Linked DNA regions of Mus musculus: region 1 is linked to region 2. Evidence: chromatin contacts called from public promoter capture Hi-C data. All regions are on one chromosome and are shown on one strand. The core of a region is the stretch at or near the end of the contact, and the rest is flanking DNA. Distances in the headings are between cores, read along the strand shown. Region 1 holds the start of Terf1 (telomeric repeat binding factor 1). Region 2 holds the start of Pcmtd1 (protein-L-isoaspartate (D-aspartate) O-methyltransferase domain containing 1).

Region 1 (4,956 bases), core at 1,007-3,506, 8.7 Mb after region 2:
ATCGTGATTGCATGGCCATGAAGGCCAGAGTGATGAAGTAGGAACAGAGCAGGCAGAACAGAACGTGGCCAATGATATCTCTGGGGTTATTGACAGGAAAGTAGACATATCACATAGAAAGTCGATATCTGCGTAGCTCTAGTGCTTAAAGGCTTATTATAAATATATAGGTTTTGAGTAATTTATTTGGGAACTAAATGATCAAATGTGGGGTACTGTTGGGAACTAAAAGGGGGCCCTGGGGAAGAAGGGGAAGGGAAAAGGCCCACACCCCGTCGGAGTTCCATCTAGTCTCTGGTCAGTCAGGTGTGGTAGGGCTGCTAACTACCTTCCACTCATCCCTGGGTGAACATTCCTCTATCCCACTCTTCAGGGCATAGCTCAGGGGCAGCCCTACCTGGGATTCCCGGAGCTACCTTGCTAAAGCCCCGGGGTTATAGGAGAGAGGGATGAGGGAAGAGGTTCCCAACACCTGCAAGAGTGCACGCAGCCTTGATGAGCAGAGACTCTCTATGGTTTAAGAGCTTTATTATAGAAATGCAGGAGAAAGAGAGAAGAGAGAGGGGGGGGGGCGGGCTAGAGAGAAAGAGAGTAAGAGGGAGAGAGGAGAGGAGACGAGACGAGAAAACAGAGAGGAGAGAGGAGAGAAGACAAAGAGAGGAGAGATGGTGAGAGTGAGGGGTAAGAGGGAGACAAGAGTAAGCAGTAAGAGCGTAACAGCCCTTTTTATGTTCTTTACTGTTGTTAGGTAACTGGGGAGGAGTTGAGCCTGAAGGTCAAAAGCTAGGGCCATTGCCTACGTGACTACTGAACATGCTTCTCTTGTGGGGGCTGTGTGTGTGTGTGTGGGGGGGGGGGCGGTAACTTAGGCAGGAGCCAGAGTTCCAGGAGCATGAGGGAACGCCTACTGTGTCATGAAGGTGCATTATGACCATCGGGGTTAAGACCTCAGCTCAACTGGAGACCAACCTGCAATTCCCCACAGGGTAGAACCCCCAAATAATATTTACTGCAACACCATCTCTAGAGCCTGGGGGTAATATGCCCTCATGGTCATGAAAGACCCACAATGTGAGGGCTCCCCCACGTTCTGACTCAGGAGAGGCGACACCCCAAAATCACCCACAAGAAACGGGTCTTGCTGCAAATTGCAAGAGGATTTTTTATTCAAGAGCGCTCTCGGGCCCATGGTCATACACCACGCAGGGGTAGAGGACCGTGGCGCCCCAGTAGCTGGGTAAGGGGGTATTTAAAGGAAGAAACCGAAACTCAAGGAAGTGGGGAGGGCGTTGTTGGAAGATACCAAAGATACCAGTTAAGAGTCACAAGGAAGTGTAAAGTTAATAGAGTCACAAGGAATACCTGGTAATTGTTAACTCTCAAGACAGCTTCTAAGAGCCCCTAACAATAGCACATTTGCATTGCAGGTTCTGGTAATGGCCAGGGTGACTTTCTTTGAATGAGCACTCTTTGAACCCAGGAAGCGGGTGGGTAGAGGAATGTCGCTATCTCTTTTATGATTAGCATACCTTTACAAAGGCCACATTCCCAAGCCTGGGCCTAAAGGCCTAGAATTCTGTTTTTACGTTGTTATACTTTCATTCAATGCAAACATTGTACAGTAATAGTGATCAAAATGTGGTCCTGGGACTAACAGTCTCAGCATTCATGGGGAACTGACTAGACTTGCGAATTCCAGGGTCAGCACCATCCTACCCGCTCACCCCAGGCAGAACTTTAGTGAAAAATCAGAGCCCAGCAATTTCAGCTTTAATAACCCCGGATTTCAATAAAATGAACACATAGGGTAGAAAGACAGTGTGATTACAGTGTAACAGGGTTAAATGCTCATGTTTATGGCGACAAGTTAAAATTTCTGGTGCTGCTGCTGCCATAACGCTCAAGTGCTCCAGGCTGGCCTAGACTTTGTAGTTGAAGATGGCCCTAATTCCTAATCTTCCTGTCTCCACCTCCTGAGTGCTGCTGGGATTATAGACGCGCAGTGCCATGCAGTCAAAATCTGCAGTCAAAAACCTCTCGGTTTTAACTACCCTGTTTCCAGCGCAGATTGCATTTTTTAAAATGTATCTTAGCCTATCATCCAGAAGCTACACTATCCAAAACGCCTGGGCTCGGATCGACAAGGAATTTAGCAGTTCTCAGCCAATCGGAAGCCAAGCTCCAGCCACTAGCCCACCCTAGCGATGCGATTGGCTGACTTCCACGCCCACCGCGAGCAAATCAGCGCACGGCGCCAGCTGAGGCACGGCGAGCGCTTTCGGTTTAACATGGCGGAGACGGTCTCCTCAGCGGCCCGGGACGCGCCGAGCCGTGAGGGCTGGACAGATTCGGATTCTCCAGAGCAGGAGGAGGTGGGAGACGACGCGGAGCTGCTCCAGTGCCAGCTTCAGCTGGGGACCCCGAGAGAGATGGAGAACGCGGAGCTTGTGGCTGAGGTGGAGGCCGTGGCTGCGGGCTGGATGCTCGACTTCCTCTGCCTGTCTCTGTGCCGAGCCTTCCGTGACGGCCGCTCCGAGGACTTTCGTCGTACTCGTGACAGCGCCGAGGGTGAGTGCGGGCTCCCGGGCCGGAGGCTGCGTCGCGGCCGAGACCTGCTTGCCCCGCACACACCGGGGCGGGATCCCAGGCGGGAGACGGCGCGAAACCGGCCGCTTCCTGTTTGCTGGAAGTCCTGGCTCCCGCCCCCACGCCTTCCGCGTCCCCTGGACAGAATGTTTGTTTGTTTGTTTTAAAGGGAGCCAGCCCAGTTGCTACCGCTGCTTCTGGAGCCAAACTCTAACAGATGAATATAGAAACATTTAAGAAGGGCCGGGATGCGGCTGCCAAGGGAGGTAGTACAGCTTGTCAATGCTTATCTTGCAAGCCAGGGAACCTGCGTTTGATCCCCAGAGCCTATGCCATACACATATACTTACAGCGCTGGGAAGACCGGTGACTAGGGCTCACTGACCCCTGGCCCAACCCAATTTGGCAAGCTTTAGGCCAGTGGAAGGCCAAAAACAAAGGCCTGGGGAGGAAGGATTTTTAAACTCCAGGGGATCAAATTTCCGTCTTTTGGCCTCAACGGGCACTGTATACACATGTTACACAGACAGACGTGCAGGTAAAATACCCATATTCATAAAATAAAAATAAATGAATCTTTTGTTTAAATGTTTAAAAAGTTTGACAGTGCCTGAAAACTCAGACCCAAGTTTGTCTTCTGGCCTGTGTGTTGGTGAGAGACATCCAGGAATATGGTTGGCTTACCAGTGTACATATTCACTGCCAAGTGTATCTTTGTGTTTGTTCAAACACGCCTTTAATCCCAGCACTTGGGAGGCAGAGGCAGGCGGATTTCTGAGTTCCAGGCCAGCCTGGTCTACAAAGTGAGTTCCAGGACAGCCAGGTCTATACAGAGAAACCCTGTCCCGAAAAGCCAACCAACCAAACAAAAAAGAAATAAATGTTATAAAGTTGATTATGAATTGAACAAGTTCAATGGAAACCTTTACATATGTATACTACTTCCTAAAATACAAAGAACTTCATGGTATAAATTGCAAAGTAGTGATTTGATACATTTTATAATTTAGATGTGAATCTTGGTAAAAACAATTTTGAGTATCTGTTTCACATTTGAGTTATGGTTTGTTAGAACAGTAATATTACAACTTTTTAAAGATTTTTAAAAAATTAATTCGAATCTACAGTTCTAAATTTATGATCAGTTTTTGTTGAGTATTATATTAGGGTTCTCTTGAGTAACAACTTTTTAAGAATCCAGTAATGTTCGGTCTATGATGCTTGATATCGCCAGTATATGCCAGAATCCCAAAGTCGACTCCACTGTCAGTGAAGGAATGGACTTGCTCCTGAGAGTGGGAGTAAGTGGGGAGAGGGAGAGCGTCCCTCTTCCATGTCCTCTATAAAGGCTTCCACCAGAAGGCGAGGCCCAGATTGGAGGTGAGTTGTTCCTCCTCAAAAGATCTGGATTAAACATTTGTCTCCCACTCCAAAGTCCCAATTAGAAGCAGAATTCCCACTTCAGGTGATCCAGGTAAGCAAAAAATAACTCTCAGATGTACCCAGCCATTTTTAGGTTTTAGTTAAATCTATATGTAGTCGAGAACTAAGAATAACCATTCCTGTTTATAAACTAATATTTAACACTGTATTGTGTCTACACAGTAGGTGTACTAGTTTGTGATAATATTTTAATAAAAGGTTTTTAAATTTTTTTTTTTTTAGCTATTATTCATGGACTACACAGACTTACAGCTTACCAATTGAAAACTGTGTATATATGTCAGTTTTTGACAAGAGTTGCATCTGGAAAGGCCCTTGGTAAGTATAAATTTTTTATTTTATATTTAGAAATCTTTTAACTTATTTATAAATATAACACATGGGAAACTGATAATCATATTTTCCTGTTTTAGGCGTTGAGAAAGTTTGCTTACCTGCATCTGTCATACACATAAGCATATCTAAAGCAAGCAAATATAATTTTATCTTTCTAGAACAGTGACTCTCAAACTTTAGCCTGCCTCAGATTATGTTTTAAAGAGTGTCTTAAAACAGTAGGGTCATTCTGCCTCACTATGAATTTAGCTCCCAGGTGATTCAGATGTAGCGGGAGGACTACATTTTATAGACTGCTGGACACTCGGGGGTGAAGTTTTCTTATATAGCTTAGTAATGACAGCAATTACATATACAATGTTTACTGGCAGCTATTTAAACTTGATGCTGGTCCTTATACAAAAGAACATGGTTTGTAGCTGTAATCTGTCTCCCTTATTTCCATGGTTCATTTTAGATTGTAATGAGCAACTTTGTTTATTTTATCAATCATGACTCATGTTTACAACATGGTCATTTAATGGGCCGTTTTGTAAAAATAATTCCATTGTTTTTTATAATTTGCAAAATACTTTCCCAACAATTCTTGCT
Region 2 (5,813 bases), core at 3,278-5,777:
GAAAAGCCTCGAAGATATTAGTACAGGGGACAAATTCCTAAATAGAACAGCAATGGCTTGTGCTGTAAGATCTAGAATCGACAAATGGGACCTCATAAAATTGCAAAGATTCTGCAAGGCAAAAGACACCGTCAATAAGACAAAAAGACCACCAACAGATTGGGAAAGGATCTTTACCTATCCCAAATCAGATAGGGGACTAATATCTAATATATAAAAAGAACTCAAGAAGGTGGACACCCGAAAATCAAATATCCCCATTAAAAATGGGGCTCAGAGCTGAACAAAGAATTCTCACCTGAGGAATACCGAATGGCAGAGAAGCACCTGAAAAAATGTTCAACATCCTTAATCATCAGGGAAATGGCAATCAAAACAACCCTGAGATTCTACTTCACACCAGTCAGAATGGCTAAGATCAAAAATTCAGGTGACAGCAGATGCTGGCGAGGATGTGGAGAAAGAGGAACACTCCTCCATTTTTGGTGGGATTGCAAGCTTGTACAACCACTCTAGAAATCAGTCTGGCGGTTCCTCAGAAAATTGGACATAGTACTACCAGAGGATCCTGAAATACCTCTCCTGGGCATATATACAGATATCCCAACTGGTAAGAAGGACACATCCTCCACTATGTTCATAGCAGCCTTATTTATAATAGCTGGAAAGAACCCAGATGCCCCTCAACAGAGGAATGGATACAGAAAATGTGGTACATTTACACAATGGAGTACTACTCAGCTATTAAATAGAATGAATTTATGAAATTCCTAGGCAAATGGATGGACCTGGAGGGAATCATCCTGAGTGAGGTAACCCAATCACAAAGAAACTTTCACAATATGTACTCACTGATAATTGGATATTAGCCCAAAAATTTAGGATACCCAAGATATAAGATACAATTTGCCAAAAGCATGAAACTCAAGAAGAACGAAGACCAAAGTGTGGACACTTTGCCCATTCTTAGAAATGGGAACAAAACACCCATGGAAGGAGTTACAGAGACAAAGTTTGGAGCTGTGATGAAAGGATGTACCATCTAGTGATTGCCATATCCATGGATCCATCGTATAATCAGCTCCCAATCCCTGACACCATTGCATACACTAGCAAGATTTTGCTGAAAGGACCCAGATATAGCTGTCTCTTGTGAGTCTATGCCTGGGCCTAGCAAACACATAAGTGGATGCTCACAGTCTATTGGATGGATCACAGGGCCCCCAATGGAGGAGCTAGAGAAAGTACCCAAGGAGCTAAAGGGAACTGCAACCCTATAGGTGAAACAACAATATGAACTAACCAGTAGCCCAGAGCTCCTGTCTCTAGCTGCATATGTATCAAAAGATGGCCTTGTTGGCTGTCACTGGAAAGAGAGGCCCATTGGACTTGCAAACTTTATATGCCCCAGTACAGGGGAACACCAGGGCCAAAATGGGAGAGTGGGTGGGTAGGGGAGTGGGCGGTGTGGGTATGGCGGCCTTTTGGGATAGCATTGGAAATGTAAATGAGGAAAATACCTAATAAAAAAATTTAAAAAAAAAAAGAGAGAGAGCAGGCTGAGCAAGCAGGAGAGACATGCCAGTAAAGAACATCCCTCCGTGGCCTCTGCATCAGCTCCTGCTTCCTGACCTGCTTGAGTTCCAGTCCTGACATCCTTGGTGATGAACAGCAGTATGAAAGTGTAAGCTGAATAAACCCTTTCCTCCCCAACTGCTTCTTGGTCATGATGTTTGTGCAGGAATAGAAACCCTGACTATGACAGATGTCTTATGAATTAAATGACAGAATAGTTCCTCTTCCCCGTTTTGGGTGCAATGGGGTGGGGTGTTTTAGGTTGAGTCTCACACAGCTTCTGCATGCTTTAAATTCACCATGTAGGCAGGAATGTCCTTGAACTTTTTAAAAGGAGTTTTTTTTTTTTTCTTTTTTTGAGATTTTTTATGTTAATGTGCTTGAGTGGCTTCCTGAATTTTTGTGGGCACATCAATGCCCTCTGTTCCTGTGGAAGACAGAAGATGGTTTCATATCCCCTAGGATGGAAATAATAGATGGTTGTGAGCAGCCTTATGAGTGCTGGGAATTGAACCAAGGTCATTTGGGAGAGATAGTAGTGCTCTCCTTCCTTCCTCCCTTCCTGTTTTCAGACAGGTTCTCTTTCTATAATCTTAGCTGTCCTGGAACTTGATATAGCCCAGGCTCTCCTTGGACTCATAGAGACCCACTTGACTGTTTGCACTCTGGTCCTGTTACTTTCATCTCTCTAGTGCTGGGATGAAAGACCACTAGGCTGAACATTTGTGATATTCTGCCTGCGTGGTTTTATGAACAGAGTGCCAGGCCTGTACTATACTGTGTTATTTTCTGCTTAGTAATAAAGTAGAAGTCACTTGGTATGAAGAATAAAAGTGTTGCTAGTGTTCCCAGGACCAGGCTTACTCCAACAGTGGATGGAGAATGCCAAGAACAAATTGCCTGCAGGCTATATAAAGTCTAAAATCTTTACATAAATCTGGATGATGAAACAACTTAAAAATTGACCAATATAACAAAGACAAGTATCATCGGTGTAGCACAGCATTAAAATTTGGAAGCAGTTTGGTACTCAGTATCCAGCCTTCCCAGATTATGAAGTTGTGGGAGGATATATAAGAAATGACAGGTGCAAAGGCAAGACGTGGGGCATAATTAGAAACATGGGTAGGTGGCAGGTACCAGGTGTATACACAGAAGTTATTACATGATTCTTTCCAGTTTAGCTGCTGTAGAAGAGAAACCCCTGGTCCTGTTTTATAAACACAGTACTTAGCATCCCTCTTATTAAACATCATCATTTTTGCACACCTCTAATCTCAGCCCTTGAAGGTGAAGAGAAGAAAAATAAAGCTGTGTTTAGCTCTTATTCAATAGAAAAAAAGGCCTACATAAAAAAAGTCCCAGCCGGGCGGTGGTGGTGCACGCCTTTAATCCTAGCACTTGGGAGGCAGAGGCAAGCAGATTTCTGAATTCGAGGCCAGCCTGGTCTACAAAGTGAGTTCCAAGACAGCCAGGGCTATACAGAGAAACCCTGTCTTAAAAAATCAAACCAAAACAAAACAAACAAAAAAAATTCCCATAGGGACTGAAATGAAAGAAAAAGAAAACCAAAATGTTTTCTAGTGTCTCACTGTTATTTTAAAACAGGTGAAGTGGAACTCATCTGTGATTTCTCAGAAGGCTGAGGCTCGGAGGATTTCACATTTGAGGACAGCCTGGAGATTCTGTTAAAACTCCCAAACCTTCCTAATTTATCATGTGATTTATTATGTTTATGGTAAGATGTATATATATATATATATATTTTTTTTTTTTTTTTGAGACAGTCTCATATAACCCAGGCTGACCTCAAATGAAGTATCTGCAGATAACTTTGGACTACTGATCTCTGCTGTCACCTGCGGAGCTTTTGGGATTACCACCCTGAGCCGTTACATCCACTCGATAAAATATTTTCACCTGCTAAAATTTCTGCCTAGAGTATCAGAAACCGAACCCCCAAAGACTGTTATGTGATCCCATCCTGTCCAGGGGTGCTTTGGTTCTAGGAGAGACACAAAGATAGGACTAAGGAATCCGGCCCACAGCCTCAGTCTAAGGGCTAAAAGGCCACCAAATCTAACTTCGTACTTGAGACATAAAGGTGAGCTGAAAGTCAGACCATCGCATAAGTTAACTTTGTTCCAGTTTTCAAGTGATTGGAAGCTCTCATTTTACTACTCTGTTCTTAAACACTTTACACAAGGTTACTGTAGGTGACAGCAACCTAGGCCTCAAGACCTTTTGTTTTCCTGATAGGGACTTGATATATGTATGTAGTACAGGCAGACTTTGAGCATCCCAAGTGCTGGGGTTACAAGCCAGTGCCACCACATCTGGAACGTGCATTTGGTTACAAATTACAGCATTGGGAAAGCAGTGTCTTTTTATGTGCTGGAAACAAACAAACAAACAAAAAATACAGTCCCAAAGTAGGAATCGACATGTTTACTGCGGAGGACTACAGATGTAGATGCTCCCCCTTGCTTCTGACCCTCGCCACTTCTCAACAAGCACTCCTTCCCGACACCGACACAGGCAGGGGCTTCGGCGTGGACCAAGAAGGCGTCAGCTGCGCCTGCACAGGGGGCGACGCATGCACCGCCGCCAGTCATTGGGTGCGCGCCGGGTCTGCAGGCATCCTCCCCATCACCCGATACAGAGACCCGCGGAGAGGCTGGAGATGAAGTGGCCTCGTAGATCCAGTCGGCAAAACGCCGACCGGAGGCGGAGCTGGGGACGGACTGAGTCACCAGACCCTGCGCTCCCGAGCTACGCAGCACACAAACAAAACAGCGACAGAATAGGAGGAGCCCCAGCTCTCGCGGCATCCGCGGGAGCTGCCAGCCGCTTGGGCAAGCCTCGCGTTGTTTGGTTAAGGGGCAGGGCGTTCAGCGAGAGGGCGGAGTCCAACCCAGCTGAGGGTGGGGGTGTTCCCAGGCCCCGTTGATTGGCATCTTTCTTCGGAGGGCGCCCCGCGCACGCGCAGCTCCCAGGAGGCGGTGGCGACTAGGGCAGTCCAGCTGCCCGGGTCCCGGGTTGCGGGTCGGGCTCCGCCCTCCCGCGTCGGCGCTGGCGGACGCTGTGCCGGGCCAGTCGGCTGTCTCTGCGGCGCTCCGCCCGCCGCCGGTCCGCCGCTGCTTTGGCCTGGAGGGCTCCCGCCTACGCAGGCTCGTGACGCGGGGGCTGGGACGGGGCTTCAGGGACTGAGCGGGCGCTGCCGCTGTGTGAGCGTCTTCTGCGCCTTCGGTAAGTGCGGTCCGCGTCCGCTGCTTTGGCATTTTAGACACCAGCCGGGAGAACGGATGGAGAGAGACAGGGCGAGCTGTTTTGCAGAGCCAAGGTGTTTTACAGCTTATTGCTTTTATGCGTGTTCTTTTAAAATCGTGAAACCACAGCTGTGCGTTTACAAATCTGAAGAATTTGGGTACAGAAGGAGGAGGAGGAATGCTCTTAGAAATGGAGCTAAAGTACTGCGTGCTCTGTAAGAAAAAAAAAAAAAGCTGCCAAACAATGAAGACACAAGACTCCTGCCCTCTTTCTGTCCTGGACCTCAACCCCAATATTTACGCTCCCACTACTCAGAGTAACCCGATCCCAAGTGTATGTATGCATCCAGCCTTTCAGGATTTTGTCGGTGCAAGTGAGGAGTGTGTTTATAGACGAAAATTAAAGTCCTATATAGAATATAGATTTTTGGGCCAGTAGTATACGGAACTCTCCACTCTTTTTTTTAAAAACATACTTTATTGTTAAATGTTACTGTTTAGCATGGGCTTCACACTTTCAGTAGCGAGTCAGTTAAAAGCTTATTGTATGTTTTGTGATTTGCGACGCAGTTCTATAGCTCAAGCTGAGATAGAGCCCCCTGTGCTGTGGAAGCTGACCTTGAACTCTTAGCTTCTGCCTCCACCTCCCGAGTGCTAGGATCAAACAGGAGCTGTTGTGCCTGGCCTACGTGCCAGTATTTTGCAACTTAATATATTGACTTTCACAGTATCTAAGGCCACATGCGATACTTTCATATGAAACAGGTTGCTAGTCTTTGCTTAGACCTCAGAGTTTACATGAGAGGGAATGACTGCCTAAAGATTACACAAAGTTTACTTTTTCTTTATGTCATAAAGTTTAAATACCATATGGTTAGATAGCAGCATTTAATTCTTTAAACTCTAGGAGGCTACTTTTGATGAAACTCGTAGAAAGTCACCATTTAGAAATTTTGTACTCAAATAAGA

What was found. Promoter capture Hi-C pulls out the DNA fragments that hold promoters and counts their contacts.
Region 1: a contact with region 2 is called in a promoter capture Hi-C map of frontonasal cranial neural crest. The contact joins the promoter of Terf1 here to the promoter of Pcmtd1 in region 2. A contact is called at or near these places in 1 of 39 promoter capture datasets (frontonasal cranial neural crest) and 1 of 484 Hi-C or Micro-C datasets (CD4 T cells).

The regions. Positions count from the first base shown.
Region 1 is chr1:15,803,390-15,808,345 of GRCm38.p6, forward strand. Terf1 (telomeric repeat binding factor 1) reads left to right here and starts at 2,257. Exons shown (of 10, transcript NM_009352.3): 1 at 2,257-2,568; 2 at 4,252-4,347. The coding sequence starts at 2,289.
Region 2 is chr1:7,084,393-7,090,205 of GRCm38.p6, forward strand. Pcmtd1 (protein-L-isoaspartate (D-aspartate) O-methyltransferase domain containing 1) reads left to right here and starts at 4,528. Exons shown (of 6, transcript NM_183028.3): 1 at 4,528-4,824.